Regions from separate parts of the Sus scrofa genome. Here all the other regions are linked to region 1. A link is a contact called in public HiChIP or PLAC-seq data. All regions are on one chromosome and are shown on one strand. Each heading gives the region's core, a stretch centred on a gene start, on an enhancer-like site or on the middle of the called end of the contact. The rest is flanking DNA. Distances are from core to core; before and after follow the strand shown.

Region 1 (3,521 bases), core at 316-2,815:
CGTGTACCTTGTTTTTAGTTCTTTTGAGTATATGCCTTGGAGTAGAAGGGGTTGGGTTATATGCAATTGGATATTTTCTGCTTCGGGGACTGTGCTGGGTGTGGTGGGACAATGGTTCCCAGGCTCTGGGATTTTTCAAGGCCAGTAAAAATTCTTTAAGATAAAACAAATGACTTGGAGCCTTACAAAAGATGGTCTCTTTTTTACATTGCCAAGTAAAGACTTTGAAGATAAAAGGAAATTTAAGATATATTTTCATCATTACTTCACAAAGAATATTTTAACCAGCACCACCCTCTCAAAAAAGGGAAAAAGATGTACATATTTGAATAAACAGCAGTTGTTTAAGTTCATAAAAATTTCACTACATTGCTGTTATCCCCAAAGTACCATGAATTGGTGAAAAAAAGAAAAACAAAAAAAACAAAGAAAATCCTGCACATTGTCTAGCCAGGCTGTGTGTGTTTGGGGGGGGGGAATGTTGGGTACCCCAGCTCTAGAAAAAAAGTGTTTGTTGCCCTGCAAATCTTCAGACTCCAAAAAAAAAAAAAAAAAAAACAGGATAATTACTTTAATCGAGGCACAAGCAACAAGAGAATCCAGAGACAGAAATTAGTTTTGACTGCGGGAAAACCAGGTGGGGAGCAGAGATCTGAGCGGGCAGAGATGAATTCTATGCACCCATAAGTCTGGGAGATAATTTTTACCAGACCAGAGAAAATCTGCAATTCCTAGAGTCTTGGTACCTTTAGGAGCAGAGATTCTATTGCCAAATAATCTCTTCCAGTCGGGGCATTCATGAAAACAGTGGGAGGGTTTGGTCTTGTCTCTTCTGAGAACCATCACCTCTGATAGGATCCAGCTTGGAAATTAGCCTTAAAGTGCCTGCCACCCAGGGAAGGTTTGAGAGGGAAGCAGCAGCACTTGCCTGACTCCAGGAGGGTTAGGAGCCATGTGGGGTCCCGGCACCATCAAGAAGAAATAAAAGGTACCTGGGGCAGCAGACTTCAGAGGGCTGGGCTCCGGAAGACCCTGAGGCCCCCCACCCCCCCTTCCTAAAACCCTCTGGAGAATTCGGGGGATGGGGCATTCAGGGACATTATAGCTGAATTCGTGGGGAGGAATCATTATTAACTCTCCAGGCTTACAATGCACGGCTGGGAGCACAGAAATGAGAAAAGGTCGCAAAAGAGAAGGTCACAGATGAGAGACGGAGGTCGTACGGAGTATAGGACAAAAGCATCAGTGTAGCAGAACCAAACTTGGCTGATATTCACACAAGAGAGGCAATGAAAATTAAGTCCTCAGACTGTAAATGGGCTCATGGAAAACTGCAGTGAGGGAGATTTTTTTTTTTTTTTTCCTGATTAGCTCTGGGGGATAAAATCAGCCAGTACCAAACTCACCCATGACAGAGCTATCGCATGTTCTTTTGGTGCCAAGGTAGCGCTAGAATGACTCTCAGGCAAGATGAGGAAGCCAAAGCCTTTTCCCTCCTTAACTTCAGGGGGCTGTGGAATAGGATCAGGTGGTGGGTCTATCGCAACTGCCTGAGCATTGGCGCCCTCTGATGGACAATAGATAAATTGCATTAAGGTTGACGATGGAGGTGGGGTGAAGCGTCTTCTCTCCCTTTCATGAAAAGGAAAATACTGCGTTTTGGGGTAGGCTGGCATTGCTTAAGGTGAATGTCCATTGGAAGGTGTCATCTTGAAATTGGGGCGTCTATAACAACCTTCTCCTTATGAAACCACTTTTCCCTGTGTTCCCTGGCTTGGTAAATGCCTAACTGGTTTCCCAAACAAGAAACCTGGGGTTGGTCCTAGACTCTCTACTCTCCCCCATCCTCACGTTCAAATAGTTCCTGAGACCTCATCATTTAACCATCTACATTTGTCTTGAAGCTGCCTGCATTTACCAACCCCTATCGACGAGAAAACAGAGGAAGTTTTCCTGTTTTGAATATTCCCTCTTAGCCTCTTTCCCTCTGTCATCAAGTTATTTTTGATTAAATAACTGCTCTGGTTATTGCACTGCAGAACAAATCACCTCCAGACTCAGTGGCTTGGAGTTCCTGTTGTGGCTCAGGAAATTAAGAATCTGACTAATATCCATGAGGATGAGGGTTCCATCCCTGACCTCGCTCAGTGGGTTGGGGATCTGGCATTGCCATGAGCTATGGTGCAAGTCGTAGATGAAGCTCAGATCCCGTGGTGCTGTGGCTGTGGTGTAGGCTGGAAGCGGTAGCTCTGATTCAACCCCTAGCCTGGGAATTTCCATATGCCACAGGTGCAGCCCTAAAAAAGCAAAAGATAAATAAAACAACTCAGTGGCTTAAAACAGCCAACATTCAGCAACGCTCATGGTTTCTGTGGGTCAGGAATTCAGTAAGGGTGTGGTTTGGCAGTTCTGGCTGGAAATTTCTTCTGTGATTGCAGCCTGATGGTGACTAGACCTGGGACAGCAGGAGCCTGAGCAGCTGGGAGGGTGCGGGGCCCAGCATCTCTCTCTCTCCGCCTGGACTCTCCAGATGGGGTGCTTGGGCTTCTTCACAGCATGGTGGACCGAGGGCAGTGTGCCTGGTTACATGACAACTGAGGGCACAAGCTCAAGTGTTTCCATGAGCAAAGTGAAAACGGAACCACTATTTATGATCTAGCCTCAAAAATACACAGCATCACTTCTGTTCTACTCTATTAGTTGATGTGGTATCAAAAGCCCACCAGGTGTGTCAAGGGTTGGGGAACCTGACCTCACCTCTCAAGGCGAGGAGTGTCAAAGAATGTGTGGACTTGTTTTAAACCTGCCACAACTCATTCTTGGTGAAAAATTAAAATACGACCCAAATAAGGCTTCCACCACCTCCCCCCGCCTTAATTTCCGTGTTGTCTATTTCTCCACATTAGAAACCAAGCGAAATGAGGGCGAGGACTTGGGCATTCTATTCACTGCAGTGGCCCCAGTGCCTAGAACAGGGTGTGAGAACTACCGGGTGATGGAACAGAAGAAAATATCTGCAGAGAGGATGAGCTCAGCTCTCGGAGCCTCGCAGCCTGGATTCAAATCCCAGCGCTCATGTGAAACTGTGTGTAACTTTGGATAAGAAACCTCATAAAGCCTTAGTTTTCTCTTCTGTGAGAAGGAGGTACTGTTACTATACACCTCCTGGGGTAGTTTTGAGTTAATTTAAGCAAAGCGCTTAGAATAGCCTGTAACTTGTGGGAAGTATCATGTGTATTAGCCACTATCAGCCCTGGTCAGTATCCAGTTCCGACAACAGCAGCATCCCTTCCAGAATCTTCTTTTAGTGTAATTTCTGCTCCCCTATTATCCCTCATCTCCCACTTATTTTCTGACCCTGTGTCTCTAGTCTTCTGATTAGGGTCATAAAAGACCCCTCCTCATTCTGGTAAAGACCCTTTTCTGCTTAAGGGAGCAAGAGTGAGTGTATTGATTAGGTTTGGTTGCACACATCAGAAAAACACCAAATGAGTGAGTTAAACAAGCTAGACAATTTTCTC
Region 2 (3,521 bases), core at 656-3,155, 180 kb before region 1:
TTCTGGAAATACACCTGTCCCCAGTCATCCCTCTGTACCAAGAACTGATGCTGACACCTCTTTAGTGATGGACCAGGGTCCATCCCACAGAACTGCACTCCTGATGGCCAAGGAGACAGAATTAACAACCAAATGATAAGGTCCTCACGCTGTGTGTGGGTGACAGCTGCACAAGACACGGGAGACTTTGCTAGGCCCCAAGGCTACCCCCTGAGCAGGCGTCCTGCAAAAGCACCCCTGACACAAGCCCGCAGCAGTTGTCCCAGAAGATGGCTCCCAGAATGTGCCCTGTAGGGGCCCAGAATGTCTGATCAGGCCATTTACAGAGATGAGGACAAGGGGGTAGGTGGAGGGGAGACGGGTCGAAGAGGAAGGGAGAGCCAAGCACTTGCTTCTGTACATGGCAGACAGGAGACAACTGTGAGACATGCAGGGGGAAAAGCCAAGTGGCAGGGGGCCGAGTCTAGAGTTGAGGTGAGACGTCCAGGCTGGAAGTCACCAGACAGAGACGGGGTCTAAAGCCATAGGAATGTCCACAGAGAAGCTTCTGAGTGGCTGTTCATAGCAGCACAACTCATTACCACCGCAAAGTGGCAACAACCCAAGGGCCCATCCACTGAAGAAAGGATAAAGAAAACGTGCTAACCCCGCGCAATGGAATATTAATTACTCAGCCACGAAAATGAATGAAGTTGTGATGTATCCTACAACGGGGATGAACCCTGAAAGCACTCCGCTAAGTGAAAGAAGCCAGACACAAAAGGCTATTTTTATGTGATTTCACCTAGAACTGTCCAGAGTCAGCAAGTTCACAGAGACGGAAAGTAGCTGAGTACTTGCCGGGGTGGGGAGGGAAAAGGGAAGTGACTGCTCGTGGATCCAGAGTTTCTTTGGGGGATGAGAATGTTCTAAAATTATTGTGGTGATGGTTGCACAACTTTTAAATATACTTAAAAAAAAAAATGCCAGAGAGTGGATGAGGCCATTGCAGGTGCAAGTCTATACAGGAAAAAGGCCCATGGACTGAGGCCTGGGGCCCACCTACACCTGGAGGTCTAGAAGGTGAGGAACCTGCAAAGGAGACCGAGAAGAAGGGTCAGAGAGGCGGGACACTAAGGGAAAAGGGGACTGGAGTGGCAGCTGCCACCTTCACACAGATGTGCCCCCTGGGTTTGGCCCCACCGGCCTCAACCCTCTTCTGTTATGTACCAGGCCCTTGTGGGTCCAGCCTGAGACTGGAAGCTCTGTGTGCCAGTGAGATCCGCTCATCCCCAGGCAACAACTGATAGGGTCAGTGACAGTGGGTCTCCCCTCGGGCACCTGCCATGTGAGCCCTGGGGGCATCACCCCAAATCTGAATCACTTTCTTGGAAACGTTGATGGAAAACTCAACAGAGCCTGAAAATGCCAACTGTCTATCCCAGGCCTGGGCTGAAGCTGAAATAGAATGTTCTGGCTATTCTTAGGCCACGTTCAAGTTGAGCTTCTGGGGCTGTTCCCAAAGAGGCTTTCATTCTCGCCTCTTTCCCCCTTCCCACGCAGGCTCCTCGACCCGGTTCGCCTACTCGATTCCAAGTTCATCTGAAACAAGGGGGCTCAGAAGGCCTCGGGGACATCTGCAAGGGCCTCAGAACGGGAGGGAGCGGGGGCAGGACAGAGGGCTGGGGCTCAGCTGCCCCAAGCTCAGGGGATCATCTTTGGAGAACCATTGGAAAACGTGACAGAAGCGGAACTCAGGAGGGGCAGGAAGAGTTCCCCTCCATCCCAGCTGTTTTCTGATGCAAACGTTCCAGCTGTAGGTGCCAAAGGCCAGGACACTCTGAGCAATTCTGCTGGACGGGGAGCATGGCATGTCCCCACAGGAATCTCAAGCCCTGCTGGCGGGTCCCCAGAGCTCCCTGAGCCCCAGATAAACACAGCTGGAGTCTGAGGAAATGGGCCCTGTAAACAGCCCTTTGGTCTGGAGGGAAACCCACAGCTGTGCTTCCTCACTGTTTCCTGTGGGCAGTTACTCCTCTACCAGCTGCCAACCGGTCCTGTCCTTCTCTCTGCTCTCCTGGGAATCCAGAGTCCAGGAATCCCATGGGACCAGACTGCAGCCCCTGGGGCTGAGCAGGCCTCAGAAGTACCTGGACCTCAAATCGAGAGCTTAGAGCCTAGCAGGACACACAGGGGTCCAACCCCACCGGTTGTTCAAATACATTACAGAAAATGCCATTCCAAGTGGCCACTCCTGGGATCCCAGACCTTCCCAAGATCCAAACCAAAGCGTTAAAGCCAAGGGAACCTTGACTAGGTTCTGGGGCTGTAGCTTGCGGTTCTCCTAATGGGTCAGATATTCAAGGCTTTGAACCCCAGGAGAGAAGGTGCAGACCAGCCACGGAGCCACAACACACAAGGCCCCCCACCTTCCCAGGGACCCAGCTGGAGAACTGAGGAGGGCGCATCCCCAACACCCAAGCACTTCGGCAACTTAATTCTCCAAGTGCTTCTCAACATGCAGTGCAGCTGGGGGCAGAGCTCTAGAATCAGACTAACCAGATTCAATCATGGTTCCTCCTGCTTACCTAATGCATGGCCTTAAACAGGCCACTTCCTTTCTCTGTGCCTCTTATCTCTAAAAGTGGGTCGATCACAGTGCCTACCTCATCAGGTTGCTCTAAGAATTAAGTAAATAAATGTTTAATCATCAATCCTATCAGTACTATTCATATAGACACTGTATTACAGATGAGCAACTGAGGCACGAGGAAGTGACTTTCCCAAGGTCACACAGCCAGTAAATGATAGAGCTAGAATTCAACCCAGACAGCCTGTGACTGCAAAGCCTGGCTCTAATCCAGGGGTCAGCAAATTTTTTTCTGTAAAGGGCCAGGCTGTAAATATGTTAAGCTTCACTAGCCACATCCGGCCTCTGTCACATATTCTTCTTTGTTTTGGGGGCTTTTTTTAACAATCCTTTTAAAAAATGTAAACACCATTCTTAGCTATTTTACAAAAATAGCCCATGGGCTGGATCTGGCTCACAGGCCACAGTTTTGCCAACCTCTGTCCTAAACCATGACAGAATACAACCTCTTTAATGCCAGCAACCAATTCAAGTTTGAAGAACACACCAAACAAAGCAAATAAAGCACCTCTGCAGGTCCTCTGCAGTCTACGGGTTACCAATTTACAAGTTCCACCTGAAGCTGTGGCACCAAGGTGAAGGGCTGAGCCACGTATGGCATTTCTGGCACCTGTTTGGGGATCAAAGCAGCTGCAAGAACAACTGTAGATGGTTCTTGCAGATCCCTGGGAGGGATAAACAAGCAGCAGGTCGGAGGAGGCACAGGGAGACTGGGGTCCCACCACCCATGGCTACACACGCTAAAGGTCTGTGTTCATAGGCAGAGCTGATGGCATCCAAAAGGGAATGATCCAACTCACAGGCTTGCAGAAAGGTAAGTTCAAAAACCCCCTAGTATTTTTCTCCTCCTCTCTCCCTTCCAGTTCATGGAGCAGTGATGCACGTGGCCCCA
Region 3 (3,521 bases), core at 766-3,265, 150 kb before region 1:
GAACAGGATAGATGTGGGGGTGAGAACGGGAGATGGGGGGCAGTGGTTGAAGGAGACCAAGGCCAGCGGCCCACAGCCACCTCTGCCGGCTTGGCCCCGACTCTAGGGCTTGGCCCCAGGCTGACCCGGCAACAGCCACATGGAGACCCCTGCGGAGATGACATCATGGTCCTCAGGCCAGGATGCAGCATGGTGGCTGCCATGGGTGACTACAGCACAGCAGCCCCGCCTGTCTGGGGAGATCTTCCAGTCAGGGAAGCTGGCGGGGACGCCCAGGATGGAGGGAGGCTGGGGCAGGGGTGGAGGGAGGTTGCTGGATCCTTTCCCACCACCCCATGGCTGTCATGGGGAACCGGCCACCTGCAGACGCAGCTCTCCCAGGAAGAGGCACTGGCGCTCCACACGGCAGGTCATGGGGAAGAAAGTCGGGGACACTCTGCAAAGTGACCTCACCTCTGTCCACACTCACTGTAACATGTTCTCGACCAGTCCCCACAGCCCAAGAGTACAGCCCCAGCCTGGGCCCGGCTGGACTCCTGACACCCAGACAACTCCTCCTCGATGTGCGAGGCCATCGCAAACTTAACTCGCCTGAAACCTAGCTCCTGAACTGCCCTCCCAACCCTCACACCGCCAAGCTCTTCCCAGCCTGGGGAAGGGCACCTCTGCCTTCCAGGGGCTCCCACCCAAACCCTCTCCCAGGCATCCTCGCCCCCTCTCTTTCTCTGACACTCCATTTCCATCTGTCAGCTAATGCCATCAGCTTCCCCGCTTCCTCACCTACCCACCTGGTCCAAGCCACCACCACCTCCTGCCTGGACTAATGCAATCACTCCTCCCTGCTCCTCTCTCCACATATACAGCCAGAGGAATTCTTTTGAATATGTAAATCAGGGAGGCCCCATCATGGCACAGTGGAAACAAATCCGACTAGGAACCATGAGGTTGCAGGTTCAATCCCTGGCCTCGCTCAGTGGGTTAAGGATCTGGCGTTGCTGTGAGCTGTGGTATAAGTTGCAGACATGGCTCGGATCCCATGTTGCTGTGGCTGTGGTGTAGGCCAGCAGCTGTAGCTCCAATTCAGCCACTAGCCTGGGAACCTGCATATGCCAGGGGTGCGGCCCTAAAAAACAAACAAACAAACAAATAAATAAATAAATACGTAAATCAGATCCTGTCAATCCATAGCTTAAAACCCTGCATGGCTACCTACCACTTTAAAAAAAAAAAAAAAAAAAGCCTCAGGACCTTTGCATATGCTGTTCCTGCTTGCAGGATACTCTCCCCCAGTTCTGTCCTGGGCCAGCTCCTCCCATCATCAGGCCTTACTTAGCTCAAATGTCACCTCCTCCAGGAGGCCCTCCTTGTCTTCATGCATTTATTCCCTTCTCATCTTGTATTAACAGCCCATTTGTCAGACAAAGAGACTGAGGTTAAGCGACCTACATCAGCTCCTAAGGAAAAGGCCAAAATAAGAAGGAAGCCTGGCTGGAATGAAATCTTTACCCTAATCTGACAACAGAGGCCAGGACTGGAAACCACTGATTTGGGATGAAATTGCATTCTTCCTCCTGCCCACTGTGTGACCTCAGGAAAGTGCCCTGGCCTCTCTGTATTCTGTTTACTCTTCCCAAATACGTAGATGATAGCAATACAGTCCTACCTTTCAGGATGCATTAGGATCAAGTGAGTAAGAGCTCCATGAGGGCAGAGTCCTTGCCTCTTTTCTTCCCAGCTGTATCCCCAGGGCCTAGACTAGCGTCTGGCACAGAGTGAGCACTCACAAAGCAAAGGAAGGGATGACACTGGCCTGGCACAGTGCCTGACACATGGCAGGAGCCTCACCTCAGGACACTTGGAAGCCTGATGTCTTTCTTTTTAAAGGCCAGTGCATAGAGGGGTCAGGAGACAGGAGTTCCTAGAGGATGTCTTAACAGGGCCTGCGATGCTGCCGGGAAGTCAGCCTCGAGCCTCCCCAGACGGGGACAAAGGCAGCCTCACCCAGCAGTGCCAGAGAGAACAGGAAGCTGGGAGTGCAGCGCAGCTGGCCTAGATCGAGGCTTCCTGTCCCACTTTCCCCACAAGAGCACGGCCACCACTATTGTGCCGGGACAATGCGAGGCCCGGGCCACCCACAGAGAAGCCGCAAACAGGCTGGTGTGATGGGCATAATGGGCAGCTCGTGACCCGGAAAGAATGGGCAGGCGGGGGCTCTGGGTCCAGTCCTCGTGCTGCCCGAGGCACAACTGGCTTTTCCAGGCAGCGCCAATGCCCTCCGTGCAGGCGGGGTGGTGAAAGGGATCCTTGGGGTGACTCCGTGTCCAAGCCTTGACAGGTTGGAAACAGTCGGCCAAAAGCAGTTCTCATCCTGCAAACCTCCCCTAGAGACAAGCCCGTTCTCAGGATTCCCAGGGTTGCCCGAAACTCTCCCTTGGCCTCAGAATCTTTGTCCACGCTGCCTCCCCCCGCCGACCGAGGCCGCTTCCCCGCATCTGGCCAAGTCCTCCTCTTTTTATGCTGCTGCTGCTAAACTACATCAAGGACCCACAAAAGAACAGAGGAAAATGTAACTAACACCCACAAACACATCGCTACCCAGTTTTGGCAAATACTAGCATGTCAAATTTGCTTTAGATCATTTTGTTTCTTTTTTTTTTTTTTTTTTTTTTTTTTTTTGCTTTTTAGGGCTGCACTGGCAGCATATGGAAGGTTCCAGGCTAGGGGGTTGAATCAGAGCTGCAGCTGCCGGCCTACACCACAACCACAGCAACACTGGATCCGCACAGCATCCGCACGCAACCTATACCGAGGCTTGTGGCAATGCTGGACCCTTAACCCACCGAGCGAGGCCAGGGATCAAACCCGCATCCTCACAGAAATTACCTCAGGTTCTTAACCTGCTGAGCCACAGCGGGAACTCCTTACACCATTTCAAAAAGAAATTTGAGCCTGGGGGAGGGGCAGACTGGGCAGGGGCATGCGGGAGCCCTCGGGGCAGCTGGACATCATCTACTCTTGACCCCAGCGGTGGTTACGCGAGCGAAGGTATACGCAAAGCCTCACCAGTGAGCCCCTGAGATGCGTGCAGGTTACCCATGTGCCTTGTGAACATCAAACCTCAAGGCAGAAACAGGAAGAACGGATCATTACTGAGAGCGGTGAGCTACCTGGGCGCCTGCCCCTCCTGAAAGGCACCCCCTGCCCTGGATTTGCGCTCCTCATTCCCACACGTGCCTTCGCCCGCTTACTGGGCACGTGTGACTCCAGAAGCAGTAAAGAATGCTGTTTCAGGCAGTGACACTATTTCTATAAATGACATGATTTTTAGCAACTTGCTTGTCCCACCTCACATCACATCCTCCACATTTACCCACGTCAATCCGTGTACTTGGAGGCCCCTGCCATCCAAACCCCGCCCGTGTCCCTTGGTTCTCACCCCTGGGTGCACTTCAGCACCACTTAAGCCACCAGCACCCACACCTCTTGGCTTAAGGACCCTCTCCCACATGCGGAGCAGGCCA

What was found. HiChIP or PLAC-seq counts read pairs in DNA pulled down with a chosen protein or histone mark.
Region 2: an H3K27ac HiChIP or PLAC-seq map of alveolar macrophages shows a contact between it and region 1. The contact joins two enhancer-like sites. A contact is called at or near these places in 1 of 47 Hi-C or Micro-C datasets (embryonic fibroblasts) and 1 of 2 datasets of contacts at active chromatin or transcription factors (alveolar macrophages).
Region 3: a contact with region 1 is called in an H3K27ac HiChIP or PLAC-seq map of alveolar macrophages. The contact joins two enhancer-like sites. A contact is called at or near these places in 2 of 47 Hi-C or Micro-C datasets (embryonic fibroblasts and epiblast stem cells) and 1 of 2 datasets of contacts at active chromatin or transcription factors (alveolar macrophages).

The regions. Positions count from the first base shown.
Region 1 is chr17:50,619,381-50,622,901 of Sscrofa11.1, forward strand. No RefSeq gene overlaps it. Among named protein-coding and RNA genes, the nearest start is that of ARFGEF2, 11 kb to the right of the region's middle. Within about 2 kb of position 1,566, at least 5 of the 83 cell types and tissues checked have an H3K27ac peak or open chromatin away from gene starts, as enhancers often do. A contact at or near this core is called in alveolar macrophages, where this site is marked.
Region 2 is chr17:50,441,251-50,444,771 of Sscrofa11.1, forward strand. All of the region lies in intron 5 of PREX1 (phosphatidylinositol 3,4,5-trisphosphate-dependent Rac exchanger 1 protein), which reads right to left. Among named protein-coding and RNA genes, the nearest start is that of PREX1, 110 kb to the right of the region's middle. Within about 2 kb of position 1,906, at least 23 of the 83 cell types and tissues checked have an H3K27ac peak or open chromatin away from gene starts, as enhancers often do. A contact at or near this core is called in alveolar macrophages, where this site is marked.
Region 3 is chr17:50,467,691-50,471,211 of Sscrofa11.1, forward strand. The region is part of intron 1 of PREX1 (phosphatidylinositol 3,4,5-trisphosphate-dependent Rac exchanger 1 protein); the gene reads right to left. Among named protein-coding and RNA genes, the nearest start is that of PREX1, 81 kb to the right of the region's middle. Within about 2 kb of position 2,016, at least 16 of the 83 cell types and tissues checked have an H3K27ac peak or open chromatin away from gene starts, as enhancers often do. A contact at or near this core is called in alveolar macrophages, where this site is marked.